Linked DNA regions of Mus musculus: all the other regions are linked to region 1. The links are chromatin contacts, called in public Hi-C, HiCAR-type and promoter capture Hi-C maps. All regions are on one chromosome and are shown on one strand. Each heading gives the region's core, a stretch centred on a gene start, on an enhancer-like site or on the middle of the called end of the contact. The rest is flanking DNA. Distances are from core to core; before and after follow the strand shown.

What was found. Hi-C and Micro-C count contacts between places; a contact is called where the count stands out from the background. HiCAR-type assays count read pairs that join an accessible place to other places. Capture Hi-C pulls out chosen DNA fragments and counts their contacts.
Region 2: a Hi-C map of B cells shows a contact between it and region 1, with 8 read pairs. The contact joins the enhancer-like site here to the promoter of Mtrex in region 1. A contact is called at or near these places in 2 of 39 promoter capture datasets (the C10 cell line and pre-B cells), 2 of 484 Hi-C or Micro-C datasets (B cells and CD4 T cells), 1 of 115 datasets of contacts at active chromatin or transcription factors (large pre-B cells) and 1 of 9 other capture datasets (liver).
Region 3: a promoter capture Hi-C map of liver shows a contact between it and region 1, with 2.2 times the contacts expected there. The contact joins the promoter of Mier3 here to the promoter of Mtrex in region 1. A contact is called at or near these places in 4 of 39 promoter capture datasets (the C10 cell line, hippocampal neurons, liver and 1 more), 1 of 115 datasets of contacts at active chromatin or transcription factors (astrocytes) and 2 of 9 other capture datasets (adipose tissue and liver).
Region 4: a contact with region 1 is called in a HiCAR-type map of astrocytes, with 2.1 times the contacts expected there. The contact joins the promoter of Map3k1 here to the promoter of Mtrex in region 1. A contact is called at or near these places in 2 of 39 promoter capture datasets (hippocampal neurons and pre-B cells), 1 of 484 Hi-C or Micro-C datasets (CD4 T cells) and 3 of 115 datasets of contacts at active chromatin or transcription factors (astrocytes, embryonic stem cells and microglia).

What each region holds. Positions count from the first base shown.
Region 1 is chr13:112,923,050-112,930,610 of GRCm38.p6, forward strand. It overlaps Mtrex (Mtr4 exosome RNA helicase), which reads right to left and starts at 4,331. Exons shown (of 27, transcript NM_028151.2): 1 at 4,181-4,331. The coding sequence starts at 4,308. Dhx29 (DEAH (Asp-Glu-Ala-His) box polypeptide 29) reads left to right here and starts at 4,631. Exons shown (of 27, transcript NM_172594.3): 1 at 4,631-4,924; 2 at 6,578-6,651. The coding sequence starts at 4,744.
Region 2 is chr13:111,457,339-111,464,899 of GRCm38.p6, forward strand. The region is part of intron 3 of Gpbp1 (GC-rich promoter binding protein 1); the gene reads right to left. Among named protein-coding and RNA genes, the nearest start is that of Gpbp1, 29 kb to the right of the region's middle. Within about 2 kb of position 4,238, at least 8 of the 459 cell types and tissues checked have an H3K27ac peak or open chromatin away from gene starts, as enhancers often do. A contact at or near this core is called in B cells, where this site is marked.
Region 3 is chr13:111,683,393-111,690,953 of GRCm38.p6, forward strand. It overlaps Mier3 (MIER family member 3), which reads left to right and starts at 2,786. Exons shown (of 13, transcript NM_172593.3): 1 at 2,786-2,962; 2 at 4,436-4,460. The coding sequence starts at 2,954.
Region 4 is chr13:111,804,057-111,811,617 of GRCm38.p6, forward strand. It overlaps Map3k1 (mitogen-activated protein kinase kinase kinase 1), which reads right to left and starts at 4,937. Exons shown (of 20, transcript NM_011945.3): 1 at 4,447-4,937. The coding sequence starts at 4,913. Gm15327 (a long non-coding RNA gene) reads left to right here and starts at 5,082. Exons shown (of 3, transcript XR_382912.2): 1 at 5,082-5,691; 2 at 6,611-6,700; 3 at 6,806-6,987.

The sequences.
Region 1 (7,561 bases), core at 3,081-5,580:
CGGGCGGTGGTGGCGCACGCCTTTAATCCCAGCACTCGGGAGGCAGAGGCAGGCGAATTTCTGAGTTCGAGGCCAGCCTGGTCTACAAAGTGAGTTCCAGGACAGCCTGGGCTATACAGAGAAACCCTGTCTCGAGAAAAAAGAAAAAAAAAAGAATTTAATTAAAAGGTATTAAAAGAGAAAGATGGTAAGACAAATGCTGAAGACAGTTAAAAACCATTTAACTGAAAAGGTATATATCTAAACTACTAGAGGGCTACAACCTCTCTTTTTATATCTGCTTATTATTGTGGGGCAGGGGCACATGCATGAGGAGGTCAGGGGACAATCTTCTCAAGTCCCTTCCTTCCTTCCTTCCACCATGTGACTTCCAAGGAATGGAACTTAGGACATCAGGCTGGGCAGCACCTGTACCAACCTGAGCCAACGTGCCAGCCCCAAATAGGTTTTCTTTCATAAAGAAAAAAAAAAAAAAGATGCATTTTGTATGTGTGTTTTGCTTGAATATATACATGTATATCACATGCATGCCTAGTATCTAGGGAGGTTAGAATTGTTTACATGATTAATATTTACCTATATTAGGTATAAGCCAAAGTTTTAAAAATACTTTTATTAATTCACCTTGAAATGGCAGTGAGACTGCCACCTATTAACATAATTCTGTGTGTGTGTGTGTGTGTGTGTGTGTGTGTGTGTGTACTCGTACATCCATCTGTACACATGCATGTGTGCCTGTAGAAACTAGCCGTCAACAGCCTTTGTTTTCCTCAAATCACCTTCCACCTGCTTTTGTCAAGCCTGGGCCTCTGACTGAACCTGAGTCAGTTCCTCTGGCGCCAAGCAAGCCATAGGATCCCCTCATGCTGGGATCACAGGCGTGCACTGCTCCGAGAGCTTTTACATGGGTCCTAAGGCTATGAACTCAGCTCCTCATTGGTCATCAATCTTCCAACTGGGCCTCTATTTTTCATTTTCTTGAGACAGCTCCCACATTGTAGCCTCAGACTCAATCTTCCTGTCTCACGCCTCAAGTGCGGGGATTACAGGCAGGAAACGTTCCTCTTATGGAAAAACTATTACATGTCAAATAAGACTACTACGTAATTGTGAAGAAAACATGACATTTATAGTTGAAGTTGCTTAAAATCCTGTATTAATTACATCAGTAGTGTATAAATTTTATTTTTTCAGAGAAAGACTCTCCAAGCAATTGTAGTGAAAGACCTAAAAGCAATGGGATCAATAGCAGCGAGGCCCTTACGCACTAAGTAATACTAAGTGCCACCGTGGGAAACCAGAGCCTGTTTAGAGACGGAGCTTATTCTAGCTCTGTGGTAGTGAATAGAGACAACTTTATACGAGAGAGTATATGAGGTGCAGAGACTGACTGGTGAGGTAGTTCTCCATAAAAATTCACAGGGGTGGGGGTGGGGGTGGGGATATAGTCCAGCCCTTAAAAGCACTTGTTGATCTTGCAGAGGACCCAGGCTTGATTTCTAGCACCCACATGGTGGCTCATAATCACTGGTAACTGGTACAGTTCCAGGGGATACAACAGGGACATACATGGTACACATACATGCATGCATGCAGATAAAACTTTCGTACACGTAAGTAAATCTTATGAATGAATAATAAATAAATTCACAAGACCTCGCTTGCAGAGCTCTCACGGCTTATGACTGGAAGCTCAAAGCAGAGTAAGAGAAGCAAGGCTCAGCCAGGAGTGCTTGCCACACAAGCCCGAGGACCGGACTCTGATAACCCCTTTTCAATGTAAAAACGATTAAAATAAAAAACCCCAGATGGGGTGATTTGCATCTGCAATCCCAGCACTCCTACGGTGGAGACTCGAGAGAAGACTCAAGACGGAGTCTAAACAACTGATACAGTGCTGCAGCTGACACTCAAAGATCTGCCACAAAACAAGACGGAATGAAAAGCTGTCTCCTGACCTCCTCAGGAACACTGAGGCAAGATGAGCCCACTTCACACGCAAAACACACACACAGTCACACACACACTTAAAAGTAGACACAATATGATCATGAAAAGGTAAAAACATAATATAATATGAACACAATTCTCAGCAATAAAAGGAAAAGTGTTGCTACATGTTATAAGAACAAACAGTTTAGACACTGAGGAAAAAAAGAGGCCAAAAAAAAAAAAAAAAAAAACCCAAACCCATATATGGTACTCAGATGGAATGTAAATGCTGAATTTAAGCACATTCTAGAAAATGGAAACTGCTCCAAGACACGGAGGAAGCAGATAGCCTGGGACGACACTACAAAGGAACCTCAGAGTTGTGTGTGCACTGACTGCTGTGATTTAGAGTGCTTCATTTACCCAATGAGAGACACAGGGCAGGAGGAGGGAGGGAAGGAGGTGTGCACAACTCGGCTCCTAACCTTGGGAAGCAGCCAGGTGTGGCAGCGCACACCTTTAATTCCAAGCATGTCTGAGGACAAGGCCAATAATGGTTACATAGCAAGACCCTGTCTCAAAACAAACTGACACACAAGCAAACGTTAAACTTGCCTTTTCTTTATGAACTGTATTTCAAGGTGAAAATGAACCACCAACGAAAGCTCTAGTGTGCTTTTTGTTGCTGTAATAAAAACACTGGCCAGGCATGGTGGCGCACGCCTTTAATCCCAGCACTCGGGAGGCAGAGGCAGGTGGATTTCTGAGTTCGAGGCCAGCCTGGTCTACAAAGTGAGTTCCAGGACAGCCAGGGCTATAGAGAAACCCTGTCTCAAAAAAACAAAAAACAAAAAACAATAATAATAATAATAATAATAACAAAATAAAAATAAATAAAAACACTGACCACAAGCAACTTAGACAGGAAAGGACTTAATTCAGCTGATGTGTTTACAATCCATCACTCAGAAAAGCGAAAATGGGAACTCGGAGGCAGAGACCACAGAAATGCTGCTCACGGGTTTCTATAGCTCCATCACCCAGTGCAGGCTCACCTGCCCAGGAAGGTACACACCATAGCGCACTGGGCTGCCCTCCCACATAAATCAGCAATTAAGAAAATGCTCCAAAGACTTGTCCAAGGGTCAGTGTGGTGAAGGAAATTCCTCAACTTGAGAACTGAAGGTAACTGACAATAAGGGAAATTCTGTGTCTTCTTTGTGTGGCGCCTACACTTGAGCATACAGTGGAGGCCAGAGGACTTCCAGCATCCTACATTACTCCCTTGAGACAGCGTTTCTCACTTATACAACCAAGAGGCTAAGTTAGCAACCAGCCAGGCCCAACAATTTTTGTCTCTGTGCCCCACTGTGCTGGGGTTACAGTGCTCACACTTTTTATGTGGGTACTAGAGATTTGAAACTAGGTCCTCATTCTCAAACAGAAAGCTGTCTTTTACACTGGCCATGTCCTCAGCCCTAGAGCAATGATTTTTTAAATTAATTAATTTATGACTGGATTCCAGGTAAGAAGCAGAAAGACATAGCTTTTTTTTTTTTTTAAACCAGTACTTTGCAACTACTCATGTAATAACGGACCGAATCAATCATCAAGTGTAAAACGCTAACGGAAGAGAAAACTAGTTTGACCGAGTGTCATAGGGGCACTCTGGGAATTCCAACCCTAAGGACCTGAAATAAGAGGATCTCGAGTTCGAGGGCTGCCCAACTTACATAGCGATATCCTGAATCTGACTTTATTATTATTATTATTATTATTATTATTATTATTATTATTATTAATTTATTTTGGGAAAACTACAACTTGGAGATTAAATCTCTTCCTTCGGTAGCGATTTGCCTTCGCGGTTTAAGAACCCCCTACATGTCTTCCCCCTTGGCTCATCTAGTGCCTCGCTGCTTAAAGACTATGTGAGAGGTTTTGTGGGTGACAAGCCCCGCCTCGCAAGCAAAGCCGTACCTGGCCTGCTAAGCTGGGGTTACAGCCAAAGCATGGCCTAAGGAAGCCACGCTGCGGCCGGACAGGCACGAACACCGAGACCGCCCTCCCTCCCGCAAAATCAACCTTTCCTCTCTCCCCAACGGTTTTTTTTTTTTTTCCCCTCAATCTCCTTAGCCTCTTGACTCCATTCAAACACTTTCTGTGCTCCTCGTCTGAGTCGTGTTTCCTTTACCGGCATCAAAAACAAGAAGAACGAGAAGAAAAAGAGCTCAGAGGTTTTCCTTACCCGGCCTTGTCTGCAGACCCTGGTGGCCCCTTCCATTTCTCTTTCTCTTTGTCTTTCTTGGCTCCTGCTGCAGAGGTCGAATCATCCTCGAAAACGCTGAAAAGCTCATCCCCGAAAGCATCCGCCATCTTTCGGAACTCTGAGACCGAATCTCCCTCCTACCCAAGAGGCCCCGCGACCGTACCCTACAGTGACGCCGAATGGGGGGACTCGACGGTGGCCCGGAGGAGTCAAAAGTGAGCGAGCCTTGAGCCCCGCGTGACTTTTCTCCTTTCTAGTCTGGGTCCTGCCCCTTTTCTCTTCCAACCACTGCGAGTCCGGCAGTTCAATGACTAAAAACTTAGCGACCAGTGGCGCACGACAGCAGCCATGCCGCTCGCTCCCGGGAGCCGAGAGGCGGAGTCTGAGGACACGGGCCAATTGAGCCGGAGCCCCAGCCGCGGAGCCCGGATGGAGGAGGCTGGGTGGAGGCGTGGGAGCCGGCAAACGTGAAGAGCTCTCGGGCTTCTGCTGTGCCGCAGCGGGGATCTGGATCTGGAAGACTACTCTCCTGCAGCTGAAACATGGGCGGCAAAAATAAGAAACACAAGGCGCCGGGAGCTGCGGCGATGCGGGCCGCCGTGTCTGCTTCCAGAGCCAGAAGTGCAGAGGCCGGAGCTGTTGGGGAAGCCCAGAGCAAGAAGCCGGTGGCCAGGCCGGCGCCCGCCGTCCCCACCGGCGCCCGGGAGCCCCGAGTGAAGCAAGGTAAGCCCTGACCCAGTGCCCAGCCTTCTGCCCTCAGACCCTGCTTCTTGTCCAGCAAAGACTCACAACGTGAGCTGATGAGATCCAAACTTAGACATCTTCCACACCTGAGCAGTGGGTGGGGTGGCCTTGTAGATCGGTCTAAGGGCCTTTGGCCATTAAAGTTACAAAAGTAACTCTGTTACAGCGTGGCTTCGCCTTTCTAACTCACTCTTTTTTTTTTTTCTTTCTCCTTCTAAGAACGGAGTCATGGCATCTGCTGTTGTTCAGCAGGAATCCACTCTGAGCTGTCAGAACAGCCGCTCCGCTAGTTAAGAGAGTTGTTAAGGGAAGTGCTTCTGGCTTGATGCAGCTCCATGTTCTGTCAGATCTTAATGTCTTCTTCAGCATCTATCTACATAAATATCCTTGTATGTTCCAGAAAAGTCAGTGTTTCCTAAGAATAACCACACTTTACACATTGGACACTGGATTGACTTACAGTAAAATTCTATGCTTGTCAAATCCTTGCATTTTTTTGCTTACCCTGCAGATTGATTTGATAACTTGAAGGTGATTAGTTACGGCCACTCTTTCAGCTAGTTTCAAAAACATCAAAATTATATGTTGTTTTGTTCTGTTTGATCTGTTTGCTTGCAGTAATTTTTTTCTATAACAAAAAACTTGCAAGCATATGTGCTTATTGATACATAAATACCAAGCATCTGACTGGTGATAATAAGACCGAAAAAAATGGAAACCTTCGCTCCAGAGCAGCTTAGGAATCTAATTTACTAATCACACAGACAGTCGTGCTTTATAGTTGTTAAGCTTCAGAGAGAGAGAGAGCATGCCCATGAGTGTTTAGCAGGGTGTTTTGTTTCGGTTTTTTTCCCCCCAATGGTGAGGAGTCATGAAAAGTGATAGTTGAGCTGAAATTAGAAGCTGTCTAGAAGTTAATCCTGTAAAGCATGGTAGGAATAACATTCCCAAGATCTTGAGTTAAGAAAGAGCTTGGAGGGGGCTGGAGAGATGGCTCAGTGGTTAAGAGCGCTGACTGCTCTTCCAGAGGTCCTGAGTTCAATTCCCAGCAACCACATGGTGGCTCACAACCATCTGTAATGAGACCTGATGCCATCTTCTGTGGTGTATCTGAAGACAGCTACAGTGACAGCTACAGCGTACTCATATTAAAAAAAAAAAAAAAAAAAAGCTTGGAGCATTGTGTGTGTGTGTGTGTGTGTGTGTGTGTGTGTGTATGTGTGGTGGGGGATTTATGAGAAAATAAGCTAGTGGCATGGCGCACTTACTCCTAGAAAGTAATCCTCTATAAATGCAAATTATTAGACTTGTAGTTTCAGATATGACACATTTCTCCCTGAGAATTCTACAGCTGTCTCGCTGCAGACTAAGATCTTTTTCTTTTACTACTGACTTCTCACTGAAGTCTTTCAAGTTCCTGACAGTCATTTGTTGTAGTGTTTGTCTTCACTTTCCCTTTCCTTTCCCTTTCCTAAGATGTTAACTTTGAGATCTTAAATTCTTTGGTAAAGTTAAGGGGAAAGAATTAAATTAAAGTCAGAGATTTACTATTTAGCAACCTTTTAAGAAAAATTAAGATGGTACAATGAATACTAATCATTAAATTTCCCATTTGTTGTCTATTATATACAGGTCCAAAAATTTATAGTTTTAATTCTGCAAATGATTCCGGTGGCTCTGCAAATCTGGACAAATCTATTTTGAAAGTGAGTAAGCAAAGTTTTTGCTGCGTTTCAGGAAATATTCTCATTCAAGCAAAACACAGAAGCTGTCAGCGGTTAAGAGCAGTTGCTGCTCTCACAGAGGACCCCGGGTGTCTTTTAACACTTACATGAAGCAGCTCACAACTGCCTGTGACTCTAGTGTCAGTGGTCGGTCCCTTGCCTTCTGCTGGTCTCTGCAAGTACCCAGATGTATGTGACATACACACACACACACACACACACACACACACAGAGACATGAATAAGTGAATAAATCTCAATTAAAGTTATGTCTTTTCGAGTAAAAAGAAAATTAAAGGGTATTTAAATTTTTTTAGAGATAATACCCCAGCTACTAAATAGATATAAGTCAAAGGCATGTTGAGAACTTCTAAGAAGTTGAAAACAGTCTGGATAAAGCTTCCTTTGGTCCCTGTGATGTCCTTCATAATTTACAGTTCAATTTCTTGGTGCTGCTATTAGCCTTTCTGTGCTTCCTGAGAGCACTGTCACCGAATTATAGCTTCCTGTGTATACATCCTCCAACTCAGCTAAACTCCTCCAGTGTGTTTGTGGGTTTGCTCTACACCAGTTAGTTAAGTAACAAAGGGAAAGGATTGTTTTATCAGTAAAACACTTGTGTGCTTTTCAGTTAAAAATAGCTAAACAATAGAGAATAAATGGCTAGTTGAAAAAAATAGGAAACTAAGTGAGACCCAAAAGAGCTTGTGACCTGTGTCACTCGGTAGATGGTTGGGACTTCACCCTGGCGTGTCCTTTGTTAGTGTCCAGGCTGTGAGGCTGTTTGCTTAGGCTGCTTTCCCTGAGGCAGATCTCGTGGATCTGAACCTAAGGATCTTAACTGGACAAGGCAGGGCCTGGTACTCTCTACCCTGGCTACACAAGAGTGATCG
Region 2 (7,561 bases), core at 2,988-5,487, 1.5 Mb before region 1:
GGAAATCTACTATGTACCCATCCTGTGCATCCCCCATCCAATTTTTTTTTAATACCAATACCACTATTACTTTTCCCATGGACCATCTCTTACAGTCATGCTTGCATGAATGAACATCAAATAGCAACCTCCTCTGAAACAAAGAGTAAGGTTTTATGTTTGGAGTTTTTGGTTTTTTTTTTTTTTTTTTTGGTTTTCTTTTTTTTTTTTCCATTTTTTATTAGGTATTTAGCTCATTTACATTTCCAATGCTATACCAAAAGTCCCCCATACCCACCCACCCCCACTCCCCTACCCACCCACTCCCCCTTTTTGGCCCTGGCGTTCCCCTGTACTGGGGCATATAAAGTTTGCGTGTCCAATGGGCCTCTCTTTTCAGTGATGGCCGAGTAGGCCATCTTTTGATACATATGCAGCTAGAGTCAAGAGCTCCGCGGTACTGGTTAGTTCATGATGTTGTTCCACCTATAGGGTTGCAGATCCCTTTAGCTCACAGGGTTTCCTCTATGTATCCCTGGCTGTCCTGAACTGGCTTTGTAGACCAGGCTGGCCTCAAACTCACAGAGAACTGCTTGTCTCTACCCACAAAGTACTGGGATTCAAAGTGTTGACTATCACCACCTGGCAAAAACAGGTTTACCATAAATGTAGATGATTCTATAGACTAGATGCAAAGGAAGTACCTTCCTAGGCCCCTCCTTCCTGTTGTAAACCTCCAAAGACCTCAGGAAGCAAGACAAACCAGTGCCTGTTTCAGTTTTACTGTTTGCTAAGTCACTAGTCATATACTTGTCTCCTACCTAACATCCCAAAACAGTAGAATATATGTTTATTTGCTTGCAAAAAAAAGATACAATGCAAGACTTTTCAAAGTCTCCTGAAAAATTGCCAGTGCAGTAAAATACAAATAAGAAACAAAACTGTAAAAAGACACAAAAAGTTAGTATTCAAAAATGATTGCCTATATAAAAAATTCAAGATGGGGCTGGTGAGATGGCTCAGTGGGTAAGAGCACCCGACTGCTCTTCCGAAAGCCCGAAGTTCAAATCCCAGCAACCACATGGTGGCTTACAACCATCCGTAATGAGATCTGACTCCCTCTTCTGGAGTATCTGAGGATAGCTACAGTGTACTTACATACTTACATGTAATAAATAAATTTTTAAAAAAATCTTTAAAAAAAAAAAATTCAAGATGGACTAGGGCATAGGGTTACTAGTGGTAGAGCACTTGCATTTGATAGGCCCTGGATTCAATATCCAGTCACAATAAAGAAGAAAAAACAATACCAACACCAGCAATACCCACAAAGTATGGATTAAGCAAGAATGCTAGATAGAAGACTAACATGAGATACATTATTACTACTAAAACCTTAAAAAAAAAAAAAAAAAACTTGGGCTGTAGGGGTGGCTCAGTGGTTAAGAGCATCAACTGCTCTTCCGAAGGTCCTGAGTTCTAATCCCAGCAACCACATGGTGGCTCACAACCATCCATAATGAGATCTGACTCCCTCTTCTGGAGTGTCTGAAGATATCTACAGTGTACTTACATATAATAAATAAATAAATCTTTAAAAGAAAAACTACTTAAAATACACTAAGGTACTATATCTAGAGAGATTTGTAAAGAATGAAAAATAATTTAACTTAAAACACACTAAAAGGGCTGGAGAGATGGCTCAGTGGTTAAGAGCACTGACTGCTCTTCCGAAGGTCCTGAATTCAAATCCCAGCAACCACATGGTGGCTCACAATCACCCATGATGAGATTTGATGCCCTCTTCTGGAGTGTCTGAAGACAGCTACAGTGTATTTATATATAAATAAATAAATCTTTTTTTTTAAAGACACTAAAGAAAACTCCAACCCATAGTAAGTAACTCAGAAAAAATACAACACATAAACAGATAAGTCACAGAAACATAAGCCTAGTATTCCCAACAAGGTAGGAAGTAGATTGTGAAGAAGTAAATAGTAAGGACATGTTGAATATATAAGTATGCTCTATTTCCAAAAGTAATACAAATGAGGCAAAATGTTTAGGATATGACCTTGTAGGTGATTGTATGCTTAAATATTTCATTAAAACCTCTGTATAGTATTTTTCATGACATTAAAACAGGACTGGGTATGACATTACTTTCTTAGCATGTACAGGATCATGGCCTCAAACTCCAGAACCACCCCACCAAAAGGACAATTTTTTCTCCTTTGAGACAGACTTAGCCCTGGATGTCCAGGAACTTGCTCTGTAGACCAGGCTGTCCTGGAACTGCCTTACAAGAAATAGGATTAAAGGCATGCTCAACCACAGCCTGGCCAAAAAAAGGGGTGGGGGGCAGTCTTAAATGAGTAAAATGAGTTATCTACAGGAACTTATGAGGTTCTAATACTTTAGGGGAAATTATCTCTCTTCTCCCAACCCGTAGCCCTACTTGCAAATGAGTCTCTATAGAACATTAGACCTCAACATTGAAAAATTGTCTTTCAGCACTCCAAGAACTGTTTTCTAAAACAGACCATATTGTAGGACACAATGCAACTCTTAAAGACTAAAGAACAAATAAGTCATTAATGAAAAAGAATTTTTTAATTCCTAGAATTAGGAACTGGGAATACAGCTCAGTGGGTAGAGTGCTTATCACCAGACTTGATCCCTAGAATGCCAAAAATGGACACAGTAAAGCACACTTTAACTCCCAGCACACAGGAAGTGGAGAGAAGAAGGCCAGAAAAAAAGTAAAAGTCATCTCTCAGCTAGACTTTGAGGCTAGCTAGACTGTTTCCAAATACAAAAATGGTTTCCTCTATTTTCTCTGAACACTACTGTACCTCAATAAAAATTATATAAACACACAAAAAAAGTTACATAGTACATTATATCCCACAAAGATACTTCAATTAACTAAACTACCAGTCTGAATTTTGGGATTCCCTTATCCTACTAAAATGCAATTAAAAGGTATTTCAATACAAGCCTACTTAGACACACAGTTAAGTGTTAAAATAGTCTTACTATAACCACTGCATTTTAACTGTGGTCATGAAAGAACAAATAACCAGGCTGACCCAGTGTAATGAACTATAGGAAAAGGTTAAGACAGGAAGACTGTAAATTTGAAGTCAGCTTTAGATGCAAACCAAGCTGGGCTACTAAGTACATTTGAAGCCACTCAAAGATACACAAAGATCTTGTATTTTAAAGTAAATAAAATTTCAAAGTGGTAATGATACTCTTGATAGCCATATAATACTAAAAATATGCAGTTTTTCACTCTAGTAGAATTTCATCATAATGTGTTTTGTTTTAAATTTTCTACAGCCAACATGCCTTTTGCCCTCCTTTCTTGCTTTCTTCTTCCAATGCAGGAGACTGAACCTACGGCCCTTGAGCACACTATACAAAGGGCCAGCCAGCAAGGTACAACTCTAGTTCATCTACCCTTTTAACAATGCACTCCTGGGATCTTCTTTTTCTAACAGTTCCTACTATGAAAGTTAGTAACCTGTTCATGGGATTGCTTATCTCTTCTATATTAAAGGTAACAGATGAGGTGGGGTCCCTCACTGACCTGGAACTCACCAATTAGGCTTGGCTGACTCAGGAGTTCCCAGGGACCCGGCTACTTGTCTCATTCTCCCCACAGGGCTGGAATTAAAAAGGTACAGACCGGATTTTCCAAGATGAAAATCAGGTTGTCATACTCCACAGCAAGCCTTTTTACCTAGAGCATCTCCCCAGCTCAAAATGCTTTGGTTTATATTATTGTTTAACATGGTCTCATCATATATCCCAAGCTGGCCTGGAGCAGAATTTGGTATACAGACCATACAGACCTCAAACTCAAGAGATTTACCTGCCTCTACCTCCTAACTGCTGAAATTAAAAGGTAAATGCCACTACACCTTACTGAAAGGTTACTTTTACTGCAGGCCAGATACAGGTGGGCTAAATGGATGAAGGTGCTTGCTTCTGTGGACACCAGGTATATGCATGGTACACAAACATACTTGCAGACTCATGTATACTCATACATATAAGATAAAATTTGGGAAAAAATATTAACACTCAGAAAGAATTTAAAGCAACTGCTTACAGAGAACAACCATGAAAGTATGTACTAGTAAAAAGGAAACTGAAACTTGTTTTAATTAGATCTATATGCAAAAACACTATGTAAACTGACCTAAGGCACAGGCATAATCAGGCACATGTAGTTTATATTCTGACCACATGATGGAGCTAAAATACTACATATCTCAGGCACAAAGCCACCGTTTTAACATCACCCTTAATCCATCTAATCTGTACATCATTCCAAACAAAAACTGAGGGCTATCATTATACTGAACTAAAGAACATGATAGTAATGTTTGTTCCACTTACTCAAGATTAAAAACAGAGACATGATACAAACAAAACTGAAAATCCCAGTAGAGAAACAAGCAGTTAATGACAAACAGTAATCTAAGATTATTGATAAGATGATATTTAAAAAAAAAAACCCTTGTAATTAAAGCTTACAGGCTTGTAAGGTTGTAATTAAAAAAATTCACTAGAGTGAAGAACGAGGTCACAAGCAGAGGCAGCCAAAGATACAGAGACCTTGTCTCAAACACAAATAAAAAAACCCCAAAGGGGGGGGGGGGGGGGGGGCACAAGAACAATATATGCTTATCAACACTAAAAGCAAAAGCTTGTATTTTGTCCTTTTTAAGGCAGTAGTTTAACTTGTGGGGAAGTGGCCATCATGACCCCTTTGGCAAAACTCCAAAACTATCTACATACTCATAAAAGCAAAATTTTAGTTATGAAGTAGCAACAAAAATAATTTCATGGTTCGGGGTCACCATACATTAAAGGATTGCAGGCATTAGGAAGGTTGAGAACCACTGCTTTAGTGCAAAAGAAAAAAATCTCAGATGCTCACTACCTAAGACTTCAGTTTGACAGGCTCCAGGTTGATGACTACTCTTGCTTGGTTAGAAAAATCTGGAACTAAACTTGGGTGTCCAGAACCTATTAGAAGCTCAGCTACTAGAGAGCTGAAACAGAAGACTCATACAAGTTCAATACCTGGCTGAACTACACAAAATGTTTGAAACTAAGCTGGGCAACTTGATGAGATTCTGTCCCCAAAAATGAAAAGCAGTGGGCACTATCACAAATATGTAATCTCAGAATTTTGAAGTTTGAGGAAGACGGTTTAAAGGTCAAAGGTCATATCCCATCACACAGATTCAGAGGTCAATATGGGCTACATAAAATCCTATCTTTTAAAAAAGCTTAAATAAACAAATAGTAAAGAGTGCTAGCGCAGCAACGGAGTGTTTGGTGCTTGTCAGGCATGGTTAGACCTCAAGTTTGGAATGGGGAGTTAACTACACTCAACTTAAACAGAATCAAAATCTATCATCATAAATGACTCTACAGATTAGTGATGCTCCCCATTCTAGAAAAGCACTAAGAGTTTACTGCACTGTAACAATTTTCTGCCCTTACCCTGTGTTATTAATGTTTAAATAATAAGACGTACAAACTTTAATGGCAATTTTACTTTTCAAATAGCTTTTGGCGATATGTTTTATGTTAGTCATAAGACTTTTACAAACAGAATAAGCCTTATATTACCTCACACAAAATGGCACAAAAAGAGAAGGGTAATCAAGAAACCCATGTGTACAAATTCCAATAGGCCTTGGGTGTGGGTTGCCTATAAAGTGGATAAGGGTTCTGAGAAAAGATTGTATTTTAACTGTGCACTGGGAAATAAGCACAAAAACAGTTAAAATTATTCTAGTTTGGATGTGGTGGAACACACCTATAATCAACCCCAGCACTTGGGAAGCAAAGACAGCAGGATTAAAAAAAAAAAAAAATGCTTGAGACCTTGGGTTAAGAAATGATTTTTCAGGGGCTGGAGAGATGGCTCAGTGGTTAAGAGCACAGACTGCTCTTACAGAGGTCCAGAATTCAAATCCCAGCAAGCACATGGTGGCTTACAACCATCTGATGCCCTCTTCTAGAGTGTCTTAAGACAGCTACAGTGTACTTACATATAATAAACCTTTAAAATAAGAAAAAAAATTATTTTTCTCCTAATCCCTAGCCCGTGGTGGCACATCTTAAATTCCAGCACTTAAGGCAGAGGATGCAGAGGCAGAGGCAGATGGATCTCTTGGAGGCCAGTTTGGTCTACACAGAGTTCCAGGACAGCCAAGGCTATACAGAGAAACTTGCTTGGAAAAAAAACAAATAAGGTCAGGCATAGTGACACTAGCCTTTAATCCCAGCAGTAGTGAGGCAGAGGCAGAGACAAGAGGCAGGTGAATCTGTGTGTCTGAGTGTTAGCCTGGTCTACATAGTGAGTTCCAGGACAGCCAGGAAAAATCTTGTCTTTAAAAAAAAAAAAAAGAGGATGGGGCTGGGCACAGTGATGTGAGCCTTTAATCCCAGCACTCTGGGAGGGCAGAGGCAGGCAGATTTCTGAATTCGAGGTCAGCCTGGTCTCCAAAGTGAGTTCCAGGGCAGCCAGGGCTATACAAAGAAACCCTGTCTCAAAAAAAAAAAAAAAAAAGATGGGGAGGAAATGAAATTTTAAAAATAAATGACTCTCCAGTAAGTTCTCTTTCCTAACAATTTCAAGTCTTTTTATTAATAGTCTTACAGTCTACAAAATGAAATTTTCATCATTTTTCTCTAATTCCAAAATGAATCCTATGTCAAAAACAGAGAATAACAAGTCTAGATTCTAGTCCAGTATTACACTAATTATGTAAAAAGGAATGAGCAACTTAACACTCCAAAGAAACTTATACATGACAGTGAGCTTAGATGATCACTAAGATTCATCTTCAAAATAAATTTTATTGTCTAGGGAAATAGCTCAACATGGTTTGGTTTTGGTTTTTTGGTTTTTGTTTTTTCAAGACAGGGTTTCTCTGTGTAGCCCTGGCTGTCCTGGAAGTAACTTTGAAGACCAGGCTGGCCTCAAACTCAGAAATCTACCTGCCTCTGCTGGGATTAAAGGTATGCACCACCACTGCCCGGCTAACTCAACACATTTTAAAGGAACAAATTTGCAAACTAAAATCATTTTCCTGAGTTATTTTTAATCAACTTTTATAAAAACTACCTATATACTAAAAGTACTAGATGGCTACCTGATCATAGTAAAGGCTCAGATTAACAAGCAAATACGATAAAGACTGGATGGATTCCTCTGTAATACAAAGAAATAAAGTAGAAGATGGACTGTTTCTAGCAAGGAGTAATCTGTCTAATCTAGAATCTAGATTAATTTGAAAATACTTTCCTTCCTTTGTGCGAATTAAAGAGGACATCTTAGAATAAGCTAGATGTTACTAAACTAGGTAAAATATGGTATCCTTTAACTTTAAATACAGAGTAGAAACAAGTTATTAAATTTGATCTCTGCTATGAGTGTGTGTAGTACATGAAATATTTTTGCTCTCTGTCGCTGTACCTTGTTACAAACCTCCTAAAAGCTGTAGAAATCCCCAGGTGATAAGACTATTTTTTCTTACTCATAATGAGT
Region 3 (7,561 bases), core at 1,536-4,035, 1.2 Mb before region 1:
ACATTGTGATTCATACAGGGTACTGTTATTTAGTTTATTTAGTTTTAAGTTCCCTTGTTCTCACTCCATCTGTCACCTATACGAATTACTTTACCCATAGTCGTTGGGGAACATGGACTTTCATGGTGGTCCTATATATAGTGTCTGACCTGCAGGCACGTCTGTGTCATAGACACCCGTGTAGGACCGTCTATATAATGGCACCTGTTGTTCAGTGACAAAGTACTGTAAAGCAGCAATGACACAAACACTTATTTCAAGTCAGGGGAAGGAAAGGACATTTTATCCCAACCAACACTTGGAAGTCTTGTTAAAAAGAATGAAAGATCCATCTATGTAGCTTTATTGAATAGGGGTGGTGAAGGTGGGGTAGCAAACGTCTTTCTCTAGTGATGAACAGTGGGAAAGCTGTTTGCTTTATCTGCTAATTTGAGCTGCTGGCTCGTGTCCTGGCTTGTGTGTGCTTTGTCTCAGCTGGTCTACCTGAGAACCCCCCTCCCCCAAATGAACCCCTAGTCCCCAGTGTGACTCCATTTCTACTCCAACAAGATGAAAGGAAAGATCGTGAACCAGAAAAAAACTGTAGGTCCAATTGTGCATTGGTGGGAAAGGAGCCACTGACAGATGATTTAAAAAAAAAAAAATGCAGTTCTCCTTAAAGAAGTTAGGGGTGAACAGTTTCTCTGGTATTGAAGAGGTGAACGTGTTTATAAAGAGGGCTCCATTTTAACAACCCTAAAGTTCAGGCATCCCTGGCAGCAAAGGCCTCCACCGTTCTAGGCCATGCTGAGACAAAGCAGCTGCAGCCTACACCAGCTTGGTGCAGGCTGTGATAAAGGAGACCGGCTGGAGCTCTGCCCAAACTGTGGATGGAAAAGCACCTCTTGCTACTGGAGAGTATGATAATGACTTTCCAGACTCGTGGAGAGTTTGATGAGGTTTCTAAGAACCAGGCAAACAGACACTTGCAGAAGTTGCAGCTGCTGCTATTTCTATCATGACTGCTTTCTGAAATTTTGTTATTTTGCTCATGGATTTGATAAAATTGAGACCTCTAATATTTAAGCCCAGGCTCCCTGGTTACCTTTTCAAGTTTTGCTTATATACAATACAATTCGTCAAAGCTGTCAAAATGTCAAGAGAACCTGAAGAAACCTTACTACTCTGTTCATGGAGAACTGCAAGGCCATATATTTCTCAGAATTGGCCAGGAGAATCTAAGGCCACACTTGTGAGGATGTGATAAATTTGTAGGATGAAACTTTTTTTTTTTTATGATGTAAATAAGGGGCAGGCTGTTGGCTACCTGGCTGGAGCCGAGCTGCTGAGCAGTGCTTTCTGGCTTTATCAGAGGGTGTGGGTGCGCACTGCCCCTCACTAACCCTGGTCACTCTGCTCCATTTCAAGCCACAGGGTTTTTTGTTTTGTTTTGTTTTTTAACTTTTACAACTTTGAACGCCTCGTTGAAGATGGTAGGGACAACATGTGCCAAGCCTGTTTTTGAGTTATTTGATTGGACAAAAGTTTGTGATATCATTCACAGTAGGGGAAGTGTAATTTTCCATGTCTTTTGGATGTTTTGAAGTTGAGTGACTTTTTTCTTCTGTAAAATTTCCACGAATAAATAACTTTTACCCGTGTTTTTAGGTTGATTTTTTTTTTTTTTTTGCCTTGGTAATCCTCTTTAAAAGTAACCGTTGCTTCTTCCCATAACCCATCTCCATCCTCATCCAGTGAGGGAATTGGAGACCCTAGGCTCAAACCTGAACAGTGTAATTAAGGTTTAAAGTTATGAAAAGTTTTAGCATCTTAAAAATGCTTAAATTTATGAAGCTACAGTGCAAACCTCATTTTGCCATTAATATTTATTACAAGCTCCTGGCAGGCATCTGGGAGGAGAGCTCTGGTCTTCACGGACACTCTAAGCCCCTGTAAGGTCTTAGCACACCTTCCTGTTTGTATATTATCTTCTCATGGATCTGTTTTCATACACAGGATTATTTCTTGAAGCCTATGCAGAAACAGATACATCTGCTAAGTCTCTCTCTCTCTTCCATGTATCCACTTATCCAGGAGACCACATTTATTGTATGTATAATCTCAAACAATGTTGTTTTTATTTACCCCCGAGGTAGGTGTGAGAGGCAGTTTTTGCAATTTGGTTCAGGGTCTTTGACACTCTGCTTTTTAAAAGGTTTATCAAGTGTATATCTTCGGGTCATCTTCTAGACTATTTGTGATTAATAACTCCTAGAACTGGTCTTTAAAAAAAAAAAAGTGTACAGGCTATGAATGTCGCGCAAGCACGCTCATCATGTCTGGCTCCGTCTGTCAGTCTTTCTGCCTTCTGAATTGCCATCATCTTCCAGAGCCTGTCTGGCAAATGTCTACTTCCACAGTTCACTCCAAGCCACTGAACGCCGATGCGCATTCCATTCCTGCAGGTGCCTAGCCGTCCTGCTTCCTGTCCGGGTCTCTCTCCTCTTTTGCCCATCAGCGGCTCGCTCACTTGCCATCGCGTACTCTTCTCACTTCGGGAAAGTCCGTCGAGTCCTCCTCCGAGTCTCCCGCCACCCTCCTTCCTCCCCCGCCCCGGGCTCGCCCTCCCTCCCTCCCTCCCTCCCTCCGGCCCCCCCACCGCACCCACCGGCCGGTCCCCGCGCTCGCCCGCAGTTCAGCTGGAACTTTACTCCAGCCGGGGCAGAGCGCCGTGGGCGCGCGGGGCGGGCGCGTGCAGGAGCGGCGGCCGCGGGAGCGCCGGACGGCGTGGGTGTGCGAGCGGGCCGGGGGCGTCGCGGGCCGGCCTGCCCTATAAGGGGCCGAGCCGCCTCTGCCTCCGGGCGGGTGCCTGGCGGGCCGCGGCGGCGGCAGCGGCGGCGGCGGCTGCGATTGGCTCAGGCGCCCCATCCGGGGACTGGGCTCGGCGCTGCTCGTTCGCCCTAAAGGTACCAATATGGCGGAGGTGAGCGGAGAAACCGGGCAGCGGCGGCCGTGCTGGAGCGGGAGCCGGGCGGCCCTCCGAAGCCCCGCAGCCGGCCCGAGAGCCACGGCTCCTCCCGCGGGTCCTCGGAAGGCGGCGCGGCGGCGACGGGGGATGGGGGGCGCGGGGCGGCGGCGAGGCGCGGCGAGGCTGCCGGAGGGGCGGGAGCGGGCGCGGGAGCGGTCTCCCTTCGGGACTAGGCCGCGGCGGCTCCGACCCCGGCCGGGCCGGGCGGCGGGGCCGGGCGGCGGAGGGCGGCGGCGGCGAGCCTCGGGCCGGGGTAGCCTCCGGGCCGTGGCCGGGGCGGCTGACGCGGGCCGCCGTTCGCTCGGCGCCTCCTCCCGGGATCGGGGTGGGTGGAGAGCGGCCGATCCTCGGTCGGCGGCTGGAATGCAGCGCGGAGAGCGGGCTGCGCCACTGCCCCGCCGGAGTGAGCCGACCCGGCCCTCGGCAATCCGGCCGCCCGCCGCCTCTCCTGACCGGGGGCTCCGAGGCCAGCGGGAGCGGAGCGGGACTCTCTACCCCGAAGCCTGCGAGGTGCGGCGTCCCCGGGCGCAGAGACCGACCCACACCTCGACGCCCTCGCCCGCCGAGCGGCCCGAGAGTCTCTTTACCCCGGGCCGGACTTGGGGGGGGGGGCACCGGGCGACCCGGGCTGCCGGGCACCGGGCTCCCCTGGGACGGGCAAGCTGGGGGAGGGGGCGGCGTGATGGGAGCACCGGGGCTGGGCAGGAGCGAGCTGTGTGTGCTAGGGCCGAGCTGGCGGGCCGGGGACCGACCGCTCCCCCGGGGGAGGACCCGGCTGGTCCCAGACTCAGTGGTCGCGGCTCCTCCGACCTCAGCGGCTGGTGGGTGGGGGTGGGGAGGTGGGGGCGGGAGGGTGCTCCCGCGTTGGGTTGGGGACCAGTGTCAGGGTCGAGCTGGCCTACGCTTGGGGCAGTCGACAAACCCTGGAGTTGGGGCGCCCGCGCACTCCAAGGGCAGGCTGTGTGTGTGTGTCTCAGAGGGTGAGACCCTCCTAGGGGACGGGGTTGCGTTTCGAGGAGTTGCTCTAGGGCCAGCGGAGAGCTGGGTGAGCTGCTGTAGTCGGGGGACTCGTGAGATGCCCGGGATGAAGGATTGATGCTGCGAGCCGGGTAAGCTCTGGCTTCGGCTTCCCGGCTTTGTAACTTGCCGAGCTCTAAACGGTGTCTCGGAGTTGCCCGTTTCAACTCCAGCCCTCGTCCGGAGTCTGCGAGTTTGTACACTGGGGACTTGGGGAGGAAGGCGAGGCAGCCAAGAGGGGGCCCGAAAGGGGCCGGGAGCGATTGGAGCGAAGCTACGTCTTGCACTTTTTGGCAGCTGCCTGGGAGCGCTCGGCTCCGCCCCCTCTGCGCCCTGTTGCCTGCGCTGCCTCCTTTTCCTTGCTACAGGATTCAACCTCACAGTTTTCTTTTCTCTCTCTCACTCTCCCAGGCTTCCTTTGGAAGTTCGAGCCCAGGTTTGTTCAATTTTCTTACCTCTTCCGGGGGTCGGGGGTCGGGGGGGTTGTCCCAGAGGGAGATAGGATTGGCTGGTAAAAGGATTCTCTGTACAACCACAGAAATGTACCCTGCTATATTTTTTCATCATTTGGATCTTAAAGAATTCCAATGTAGTTTTACGTTGTTAGAGAGGAGGGAATAGTTGTGCTCAGTGCACGGTGGAAAAAGTACCCCAGAAACCTTATTACAAAGTCTTTTATTCTCACATAACTTTTTTTATTGTTTGACTCTAAGCTGGAAATAATGAATCCCAAATCAACCTTCTACAAATTAACAGCTTGTTTTATTTTTATTTATTAAAAATAAATTGTCCTTTTAACTTGTCAGAACTTGGGGCAACTTGGATTATTAGCTTTTAACTCCATTTTTCTTTACTATGGCTCTCAAGTGTCTGTTATATTTAAACTGAAAATTGGGTTAGGTAAAGCTACCTTAATAATAAAGGAAAAAAGCAATGTGTGTCTTCCTGGTTTTGCACAGAGACGTATTAATATGGTTAGCTTACCTAGTACAGAAGCCAGAAAATATATTGAGGATCCAATAAAAGGAGTCCACGGAATCTGCGCGGGTGTGCCTACATGGGAGGGAGGTTGTAGTCTTTCTCTCTCTCTCCTTATCTGCTAAACTGTTTTAGGTTCTCAAACTTTCTCTAGCTGCCTTGTCCCACTTGTTCCAGAAAAGTGCCTCTGGAATTCTCCAACCCCTTTATTGTACTTGGAGGCAATTAGAATTGTTTTGCAAAGAGTCACCCAGCATAATGGAGTCTATGCTTAATTTTCCCCCTTTTTTGTATAGGGACTACCAAGGGCTAAGCAAGTTCTCTGCCATTATCCCCGGGCTCACTCCAGATGACCCCCGCCACACACACACACACACACACACACACACACACACACACACACACACACACACACACAGGGTTTCTCTGGTTTAGCTGTCCTGGAACTCACTCTGTAGACCAGGCTGCCCTCAAACTCAGAAATCCGCCTGCCTCCCGAGTGCTGGGATTAAAGGCGTGCGCCACCACGCCCGGCCTGCAGAATTTCTTTACATGCTGCTTTAGAGAGACCAAGCCACTTACTTACCTTGCAGTCTTACTTTTTGTATTTAGCTAACTTTCAAAGACCTATTTAGGTATCTTTTAAGGAGGTAAAATAATAGAATGATTATGTGATTGTAAAATCATTGTGGACATCTGTACAAGTGTTTTTAAATTTTTCCTAACTTTGAGACAAGCAGCTCTTATGACACAAGTTCAGGGAAAGAATATTTATATACATGATTTGAACATGATAATATAATTTTCCATTTTGCATCATTATCTGTAAGAAGTTGCAATTTCAATAAAAATCCAAAAGGCAGTGTGGCTTTAGTATCTAAGCAGACACTTAGTTTTTAATGACTTAGTCAATAGAGAGAATTTTAGATCTGGAAGGGACTCACAGATCATTGCCTTTAGCCCTGTGTATTTTACAAATGAAAACCCAAGCTAGACCTAGGAATTTTGAATGGCCTGCTTCAAGTCTCAAGTCACAAAGCCAGGAGTTCAGGGCCTTCTGTTTTATCCTCGACACTGGCATACCACAGATGTTTCTCAGGAAAGAAAACTTATAAAGGTGGTGTTCTGGTTTTGAGCTAATGAGTAAATATTTCATTCTCTAAAAGCAATATCTATTTCAACAAAAATGAGCATATACTATTTTTTTTTAGCTTTAAAGAAATAACAAAACCTTGCAAGTCTTATGGAAGTGGAAATTTGTATTTGTGGGAATAGGAGTGGGCTAATGCATATAATTCTCTGAACTCAGAAACATGGAACTGTAGTTGGAACCTCTCCACCATGAGAACATTTGGGCCTAGTTCACTGTTTTGGTAATGATCTCGCATGGCCCTTAAATGTTAGAAATTTTAAACGAGTAATAGCTTTCTTAAAAACAGAGCAAACTGTTGAATATTCTTCCGTATACCTGGCCACACCCTTGGGTCTCAGGATCCCTCTTCCCAAGCTCTGAGCTTCACTGGTCCCATTGCATTCAGTCCTAGCGTAAAACCAATGGAGGCAGGCAGGGAGGGAGGCCTGTGTTCCCCTGAGCTTGTCTCATTCTCTGGGAGCAGAAGATCCGATTTATTTACTTATTTTTGAACTAGTTGATTACATTCTTAAAACTATGGTATTAAACAAGTTTGTACTGACAGTAGCAACTTGGCCGTGGGATGTCTTCCAAAACCTACAGATAGAATTTTTTGTGTTACCTTCCCATAAATCTAAGACGTTTGTTTGTTTGGTTTGTTTTTCGAGACAGGGTTTCTCTGTGCAGCCCTGGCTGTCCTGGAACTCACTCTGTAGACCAGGCTGTCCTTGAACTCAGAAATCCATCTGCCTCTGCCTCCCAAGTTCTGGGATTAAAGGTGTGCGCCACCATAGAATCACTTTATTCAGATCTTAAAATTCCTCAGAATCAGACAAGCATTAAAAGTGCAAATCCATGTTCTAGATTGCTTTTAAAAATCTTAGAATTGCTGGGCAATGGTGGCGCACGCCTTTAATCCCAGAACTTGGGAGGCAGAGGCAGGCAGATTTCTGAGTTCGAGGCCAGCCTGGTTACAAAGTGAGTTCCAGGACAGCCAGGGCTATACAGAGAGAGAAACCCTGTCTCACAAACAAACAAACAAACAAACAAATAAACAAACTTAATTGTTATATATAGCTGCTTCATAGAAGTATTTGTCTTAAAAGCCAATTTTCTATTGAATTTGTGTCTGTTTAGGGTTATAATTAATGTAAAATATATAATCTCTTCTGAAATGTTAATGTTAGTTTGTTGACTCTTTTCTGGAAGTCTCCCATTCCTGGAACTTCTGATGTTTGGTCATTTGGCTTGTCTTTTGGCTGTACTAGGACTTGAACCCAGGAGCCCATGTAATCCAGACAGGCATTGTGCCACATTGCTGTGTGCCCAGCTAGCTCTTGCTATTTTAAGGAAATTATAACTAGTAAGAATTTTGATTTTTCCGCTTCAGAACATGCCATTGAAGTAATTTTGTTAGGATTACATGT
Region 4 (7,561 bases), core at 3,687-6,186, 1.1 Mb before region 1:
AGGCTCTGTACCAGTGACCTTTTTTGATCAGCCAGACCACTGTCTCGCAAAGTTCATCTACACTGAATGAATGAAATCTAAGACAGTGGGAACACTATTCGGGCTTCTTTGTCTCCTTTCACTTATGATTTAATATGGCACAAATCTAAGAAACTTTCAACACTAATCATTTATCCTCTTTGCCAGAGCAGGGGGTTTGGGGTGTGTGTGTGTGTGTGTGGCATACATAGTATTTACTTGTAAAATGCCTGTGCCCACGCAAGGCTGTTAGAGAATGTGTCAGATCTGTACAGGCAGGGCAGAGTCCGCGCCCGTCCTCTCACGACTCCTACAGAGCAACTTCCTTCTTAAAGTTCATAAATTAATTTAATAATTAACTTGAAAACAAAAATAGAAACAGCAAAAACTAATGAGAGGCGCTGGCAACAGAGGCAGGCTGACTTGGGTCGAGTCCTAACTCCTCTCTGTGGCTGAGTGTTCATGGGGGGCGGGGGGGGGGGGGGCTCTACATCCAAATAATTTTTACCTCCCCAAACAAGTTACCATGCCTGAGAGGGCGGCAGTGGCGATTAAACAAGGTGATCTATGTAATCTGTCAGCCGCACAGAAGGCAAGGAAGCTAACTGTATTAAAAGCATACACCCGCCAAGTGTGTTTTAAGCCATAGGTAAAATTCCTACGTTTAGTGGTCTAGAGGGTACCAGACTAACGCCCCCGCTTCTGGTGAGTCATTTGCCTGAATTCTGGTCCTGACTCTTTTTCATGACTAAAAATACTCTCAAGATATGCCTGAAAGACATTGTTATGTTTTGAATATTGCATATATGTTAGCAATCAAACCCAAGGCCTTGCTCATGCTAGGGTCTGTCTGTCTACCTCCTCCTGGCTTTACCAGTTCCCTTGACATTTTTCAGCAACTGTAACTTTTCACTAAAGATACAGAAAGGCCAGGGCCAAGGAAGACGGCCAGTCTAAAGGATGCATGTGACACCCGTGATACAAACAAATCATCCTACGTTGAAAAGTGCAGGCACGGGGTCAGCAGTGCCCGCCATGGACCAAGACCTTCCCATTCACGCTTTCCCACTTCCTTTAACACAGCTTTCCCCTCAGCTCAGGGAAGCGCCCCGAGTGCAGAATGCAGAGGCAATACTAACTGCATTTTGGAACATCCCTCAGATTTCCTCAGAATAATCCATTCTCCCTGACGACTTCTTCCTTTGGAATTGGCCAGCAGGGTCAAGGACAGGGTAGCAGACTCCTCCTAGGCAAACTGTAGCCTCTCTCTCTCTCTCTCTCTCTCTCTCTCTCTCTCTCCCCCTTCCTCTGCACATTTTGCAAGCTTCAGGCCCACACGTCAGTGACCATTTCCACAACATGCAACACTTGGAGAGGAACAGAAGCATCAATCAATGGGGCTCCTTCCTGTTTGCCTATCTCACAAAATGGAGTCATTATAGTGTATTGGAAATCACATATTAAGGAATGTTGGTTAACCAGTCACTCTTGCCAAGATCAGATATGAAGAGAAAACAAAAGCTGGCAACCACTCTAGCTCTGATATTTCTCTTCCAGAATCCTATTTAATAAGGTTAATCTTTTAAAAATACAGTAGTTTCCTTACCCAGTTTAAAACAAAACCTGGAGAGAAACCCTAAGTCCCAGAGCTCAGGAATTCACTCAGGGCTAACTTCCGGGGCTACATCTATGATGTTAGAGAATCACCAACTCACAGTTTGAAAGGACTTATTTTTAGGTTTATTATTAATGTTTTTATGCCTTCCCTCTAGCAAATGATCAGTGAGTGGTATTTTTAGCTTAACAGCTTCTAAAAGGAAGTGAAACTGAGGCCCGAGCAGCAGAGGTGGCTTATGAAATATCGCTAGTTTTAAACGAGGCTAACACTAACAGGCCCAGCATAGCTTGCTCTTTCACGGGGCAGCAAAGTGATTGATAGTTTGGTTGAAACTACAAAAATAGGACAGAGTAATTATATCTGCCAACCTCACAACAGCCTGTTCAATGCAGAGCAGCACTGTAATTTTTCTTCAAAGACAGTCACTAGGAAGGAAAAGCCCCCTATTCTGTGGCATAAGGGAAAAAAAAAAATCCCAAACCCTTGGGCGCCACTTACAGGACAAACTTTCACTGGCTTGAGTTATTTTACTGAAGGAGAGAGGGCAGACATACATGCAATCTTTGACTTTAATGAATTTCCCATAGCTTATCTTTTTATAAATGTGTATTTTCTAAACATTCAATTTCTACATCCAACGTTTAGAAACTGGATTAAAAAAAACAAAAAACAAACAAACAAAAAAAAAAAACAAAAGAAAAATACGTTAGGTCTTTAGACATGCAGAGGGGTCTTTGGCTCTCTACTACTACTGAAAACAAACCGAAAATATCAGCATTAGATCTTCCTCTTCAAAGCATGAACGTGCGCTACTTGAAAAGGGAACCACATTGTTCAACTGAGATTCTACATGCCGTATAATCATTTCCCCGAGATTTTAAATGAGAAAATAATAAAACATCACAACAGGAAACCCAAAACACAACAACATTTCTGGATAACCCCTTCTTCATGATATAAGTTTTAGACCCGCAGATTTGAAATGAATTTCAAACCAGTTACAAAAACTGGAGGCGGGGTGTGTGTGTGTGTGGGGGGGGGGGGTGTTAGTATTATTTCAAAAGGATTGACAATCGATATTTTACAGCAAATGAAACTATCACATATAACATTTGAGGTGCACCAACAGAATTCTAGCTAGCAGTATTTATTTTAAAGACAGCTTTTACAATTATAAGCCACTGCTTAAAGAGATAAAGAGAGAGAGAGAAGAATGCGCAAAAATCAAGCAGATTACTCAGGTATTCAATTCTACCTGCCCTCACCTTGGTCCTCTGATTTCTAGAGGCAACACTAAAGTTCTATATGTCATTTTTGCAGTTGCTGCTCATGGTATATTCATAGGTGGTTATATTGACTTTATAAATGCTTAAGTGTGGCCAACTGTATTATCATATAGAAAAAAAAATCAGGTCTCACAGGACTAGATAAAATTAATTCCTCAAAGTTTGAGTTACTGTTTTTTCTTTCATCTGTAGTTGATCTGTAGTAAGAGTTGCCACCTAAGAATTATTCTGGTTAGTTTTAATCTAATCTGCACAGAAACAGGAAACCCTAGAGGAAGATACGTGTACAAGTGCACACAGGGCACACACACAGAAAAGCTGCATCGGGGCTGCTTACTGCCTACCTTCCTCCCAATCCTGCCACAGCCAGGGGTCAACACACTTTTTACTACTGGGCTTGGGGGTTGGGAGGAGGGAAAACGACCTCCAAGTAATAAACGGACCGTGATTTTAAACAATCCAGAGCACAAAAGGGGGTCAAATTACTTAGATAACTAACCGAAACCAAGGATTCCTACTGTCAGATTCGACACACAATAAAACACTCTCCACCCACAGTAAACGTCAAGAAATTCTACGGGGGGCCACAGGGTGACGATGACGAAAACATATCCAGCAACTTCACACATCCATCAAGATTTTATGCTTTTGTGTATTTTCATCAGATTTTTTTTTTAAGTATCATATACTTAAAAGAATTTCCTCTAACAGAAAACTTTCCAGTAGCCAAAACAGGGCGAGGCCAAAGAGCCGTTGGTGTAAACTATCTTACGCACATCCTACTTCTGGTGCACCGGAAGACCCCTGCGAGCAAAGCGGCAGCCCCGCACCGTCCCTGTCCCCGCCACGCAGCGGGGCTGCGGGGCGCAGTCCCCACAGCTTTGAAGCTGAATGGCTGACACATCCGGTCCTGGATCCCACAGCATTCCGCCAAAAGCTAACTTCAAAGCCGGATTCAAACTCCCAGCACCGGGCGCTCTAGCCCCCGAGGTGCGGGAGGAATTCCCAAGGACACGCAGCGAGGGCAGCCACGGAGTCCCCGCAGACCCGGCCGCCCCGCGAGCCCGCAGCGTCCGCCTGCGTCGCTTTGACAGGCGCCCCCCCCCCCCGCAGTCCCCGGAATCCCCCGGCCGCCCGGGGCGCGCCGCCGGAGCCCGGCCCGGTACCTGCCCGCGGGCGCGCGTCCCCGTGGGGCCGAGGGGCTCTAGGCTGTCACAGCGCGCAGACCCACCGCCGTCACCTTCGCGCTCCGAGCCCCCCAAACTCACTTCGCGCCGCGGGGGCTCTCAGGACCCGGCCCGGGGAGCCCCGCACCTTCGCGGCTTCCACGCCTGTCACATGTCCGCAAACAATAACAAACTCTCCCGCACGTTCCCGTCCCGTCCCCACGCCGTCCCGGGCGCCGCCCGACCTTCAGGGCTCGGGGACGCGGGCTCCCCCCCCACCCCCAACGAGCGGAGCCCCGGGAGCAGCGCGCCCCGCTCGCTTCATTCATTGCCCGCCCGGCCCCGGCCCGCCGCTCACCCGGAGGGGGCCGCTGCAGAGGGCGGCTCGGCCCCCGCGGGGCTCCGGGCGCCGCTGTCCCGCGCGGCCGCCAGCTCGGCAGAGTGGGAGCCGCAGCGACTCGCCGCTCCCGGGGGTGGCGGTCCCGCCGCGGGCTGGAAGCGACTCGCTCCTGCAGCCGCGTCCGCGGGCTCCGGCGACGGGGAAGTAGATGGGCAGGGCGGCGAGGCGGCGGCGAGGAAGAGCGGCTGCTCCGGCAGCTGGTCCAGCTCCACACTCCGCACTTTGCGCAGCTGCCGCCGCCGCCAGTCCGCGCGCTCGCGGCCCGCGCTGCCAGGCTCCCGCAGCAGCCCCGCCGCGCCCGCTGCGGGCGCGCCGCTTCCCTGGAGAGCTCCTCCTCCTCCGCCGCCGCCGCCCGCCTCGGGACTCGCCGCCGCGGCGCCCGGGAATCCCGACGACGAGGCGCGATCGCCCGCCGCCGCCGCCATTTTCTCTCGCGGGCTACATTCGCTCGTGCCTGCGGGGGAGGGAGGGGGCGGGGAGAGCGCGGGGGGCGGGCGGAGCGGCGGGCGGGTGGGCGGGCGCGCGCTGCTGCCGAGGGCGCGGGCGCGGGCGCGAGCGGGGCCGCGCCTCCCGGCCGGGGCCCGGGAGCGCGGAGCGGCGGGCGGGCGCGCGGCGCAGGTGGGAGGGCAGGGGCAATGCGGGGAACCGGGCGCCGGGCGTTGTGCGCTGCAACCAGGCCGCCGCCAGGTAGTGCGAGACCGGGCGGGGCAGCGGCTCGGCGGGAGCTCGCCCACCCTTGAGCAAGCAGTAATCCGAGCGTGAGTCCCTGGTTCTGGAAGGGGACGCAAGCCGGAGGACTCACGGTCTGTCACTTCACGCGTTTAGTAGCGGTTGCTGGGGGGGCCCCCGCGCGCACCGGCCCGGCCCGCGCCCGAAGCGCAGGTGGCGCCCCGGGACTGTCGCCTGCCGCAGACGGGCGGACGCGAAGCCTTCTCTTAGGAAAGCAGACCTCTTGTCCCGCCCTCGTGTCACAAATAACACTACTTAAGATTTCTTGCGCTACCTTGTGCACCTCTGAAGCTGCTGGTTTGGGACACCCTCCCCCCCACTCCCCCGGCTACGCAGAGGGACCAACCCGGGTACTCTGCCAGAGGTTACTCCCCCGTCTTGGAAAGGCAGGCTCCAACCGAAAGCGGGAGAGCACGTCTGGGGAAGGAGCCAGCGCTATGCCAGGAAGCGCTGGATCATGCCATCTTCTACCAGGTCTCTCCCCACCCCCAACAGATGCTCCCAGCTGCACGTCCCTCTTCCTGGCAGTCAGGTGACAGGCCGGTTCCCGGGTCCCCCACCTCCCTCCCGCCGCCGCTCCCTGGTTGCCCTGTGCGGCGTCCCTCGCCTTTCTCCTGCCCCAGAGTCTAGAAAATGTGCTGGAGATAGAAAAGCAGTATACGTATATGGGATTTCCCCCCTTCGACCCTTTTTCAACGGGATAAAGCTGCCTTGTCGTCCCTATCTCACCCGCCTCTGCCACTTTTTTTTCCCCTAGCCACTTTGTCTAGAATAGACAATCTCTCAGAACCCAGGATTTCTAGATTTATTTTGTGAAACATTAAGACATGAGGCGTGGGGGGAGGGGTAAGAAGGGTTTTCATCTTACAGAGAAAGGAAAGATCTCTCCAGCATTTAGACAAAAGCCTGAACTAGCTCAAAATAATTCATTTAACCTCTCCAAAGTAGATCAAATGAAGCCCTCCTTAGGTGTGTAATGTCAGCCAGAGAGCAAGGTGAGGCAAAAGGGATTTTTAAAAAGGGATCCTGACTTCAGCTTGAGCTCGGTGTTATACTTACTGCTATAACATCTGGCACGCTACAGTTCTCAATGGTTACATTAAAAGGTACACGTTTTGAAAGTTTAGATTAGTCTGTTCAAGATTTAGGTCTACATTTAGGCTATAATTATATGCTCTTTTAATGGTAGACAAGCATAACATCCAAACCAAACAGTAGTTATTTCCCAGGTCTTCCTAGATTGCCACACCCACCAAATCCTAAATTGAAAAGGATTAGCTTTTCTGGTTTCTACTGAGATCTAAAATAAACTTTAAATTGGCGCACTCGTACTTAGGTACCTGTGAGAAAAGCCACTGCGGACCCTCAGCCTTTGTTTCCATCTTTGGACCAGGTTTGGAAGTTTGGCCTGAATAGCAAAGTAAAAAAGAAAAAGAAAAAGAAAAAGAAAAAAGAAAAAAGAAAAAAGGAACTCCGGCAAAAGGTGACTTTTGTCTCTTTATTTGTACAGTGTTTGAACTGTTTGAAGATGAGGGTGGGCATCAAATGAAGCACAAATTGACTAACTGCAGTTCTCTGGCCTCCATAGGCCACATCAGTCTATGAAGACTATGAAGACTAAGTGCTATCTCTCCCCAGTAGTTTCTCCTGATTTGAATCCCATTCCCTTTCATCTTTTATGGACATAGTCTGCTGTCATTATGCACCTATACCTGGACACACGTTTTTCTTTCAGAGATAAGTAATAAAAGGACCAGATTGGCTAAGGAAGTCTGCTCTCTATGTTAATATAACGTCTCCTTTGAATGCAGTTACCTGGGTAGGTCCCTCCCCAACTTTGTGAGCCATAAGTATGATTAAGTGTGGCCCTCCTCACCACACACCCAACCCAACCCCACGCCACCTTGATCTTTGGAGCTGTTTGAATACTGTGATGTATTTCTGCGGAAGCACGTGTCAGATGGCAGACTGCTATAGGCTCTCCATTGCCTTAATTTGATTCCGTTTCCCCTCTTTTCTCCACAGCTATGATTTTCATCTTCGCTCAGACTTAAACATAGCCGTGATTTCCAGTACACACTTGCAGTTTCAGGAGCTTTTTACCAGAAAGTACTTTTACCAGAGCTTTCCAGGTCACGGCTCCCACAGAGGGCTGCCGGGAATGGCCTAAGTCACACTTGAGCTGCTACACCAAGTTCATTTGGAGGATAAACACAGGGCATTTCCTCATTGGGCAAAAATATCACGATGTTAAAATGAAAAAGCCGTATGTGCTGGCAGGGTATTTCAGCTTATAAGGCATTCCGTTCGCAGCTACTGAGCAATTCCTTTGCACACACAAGAT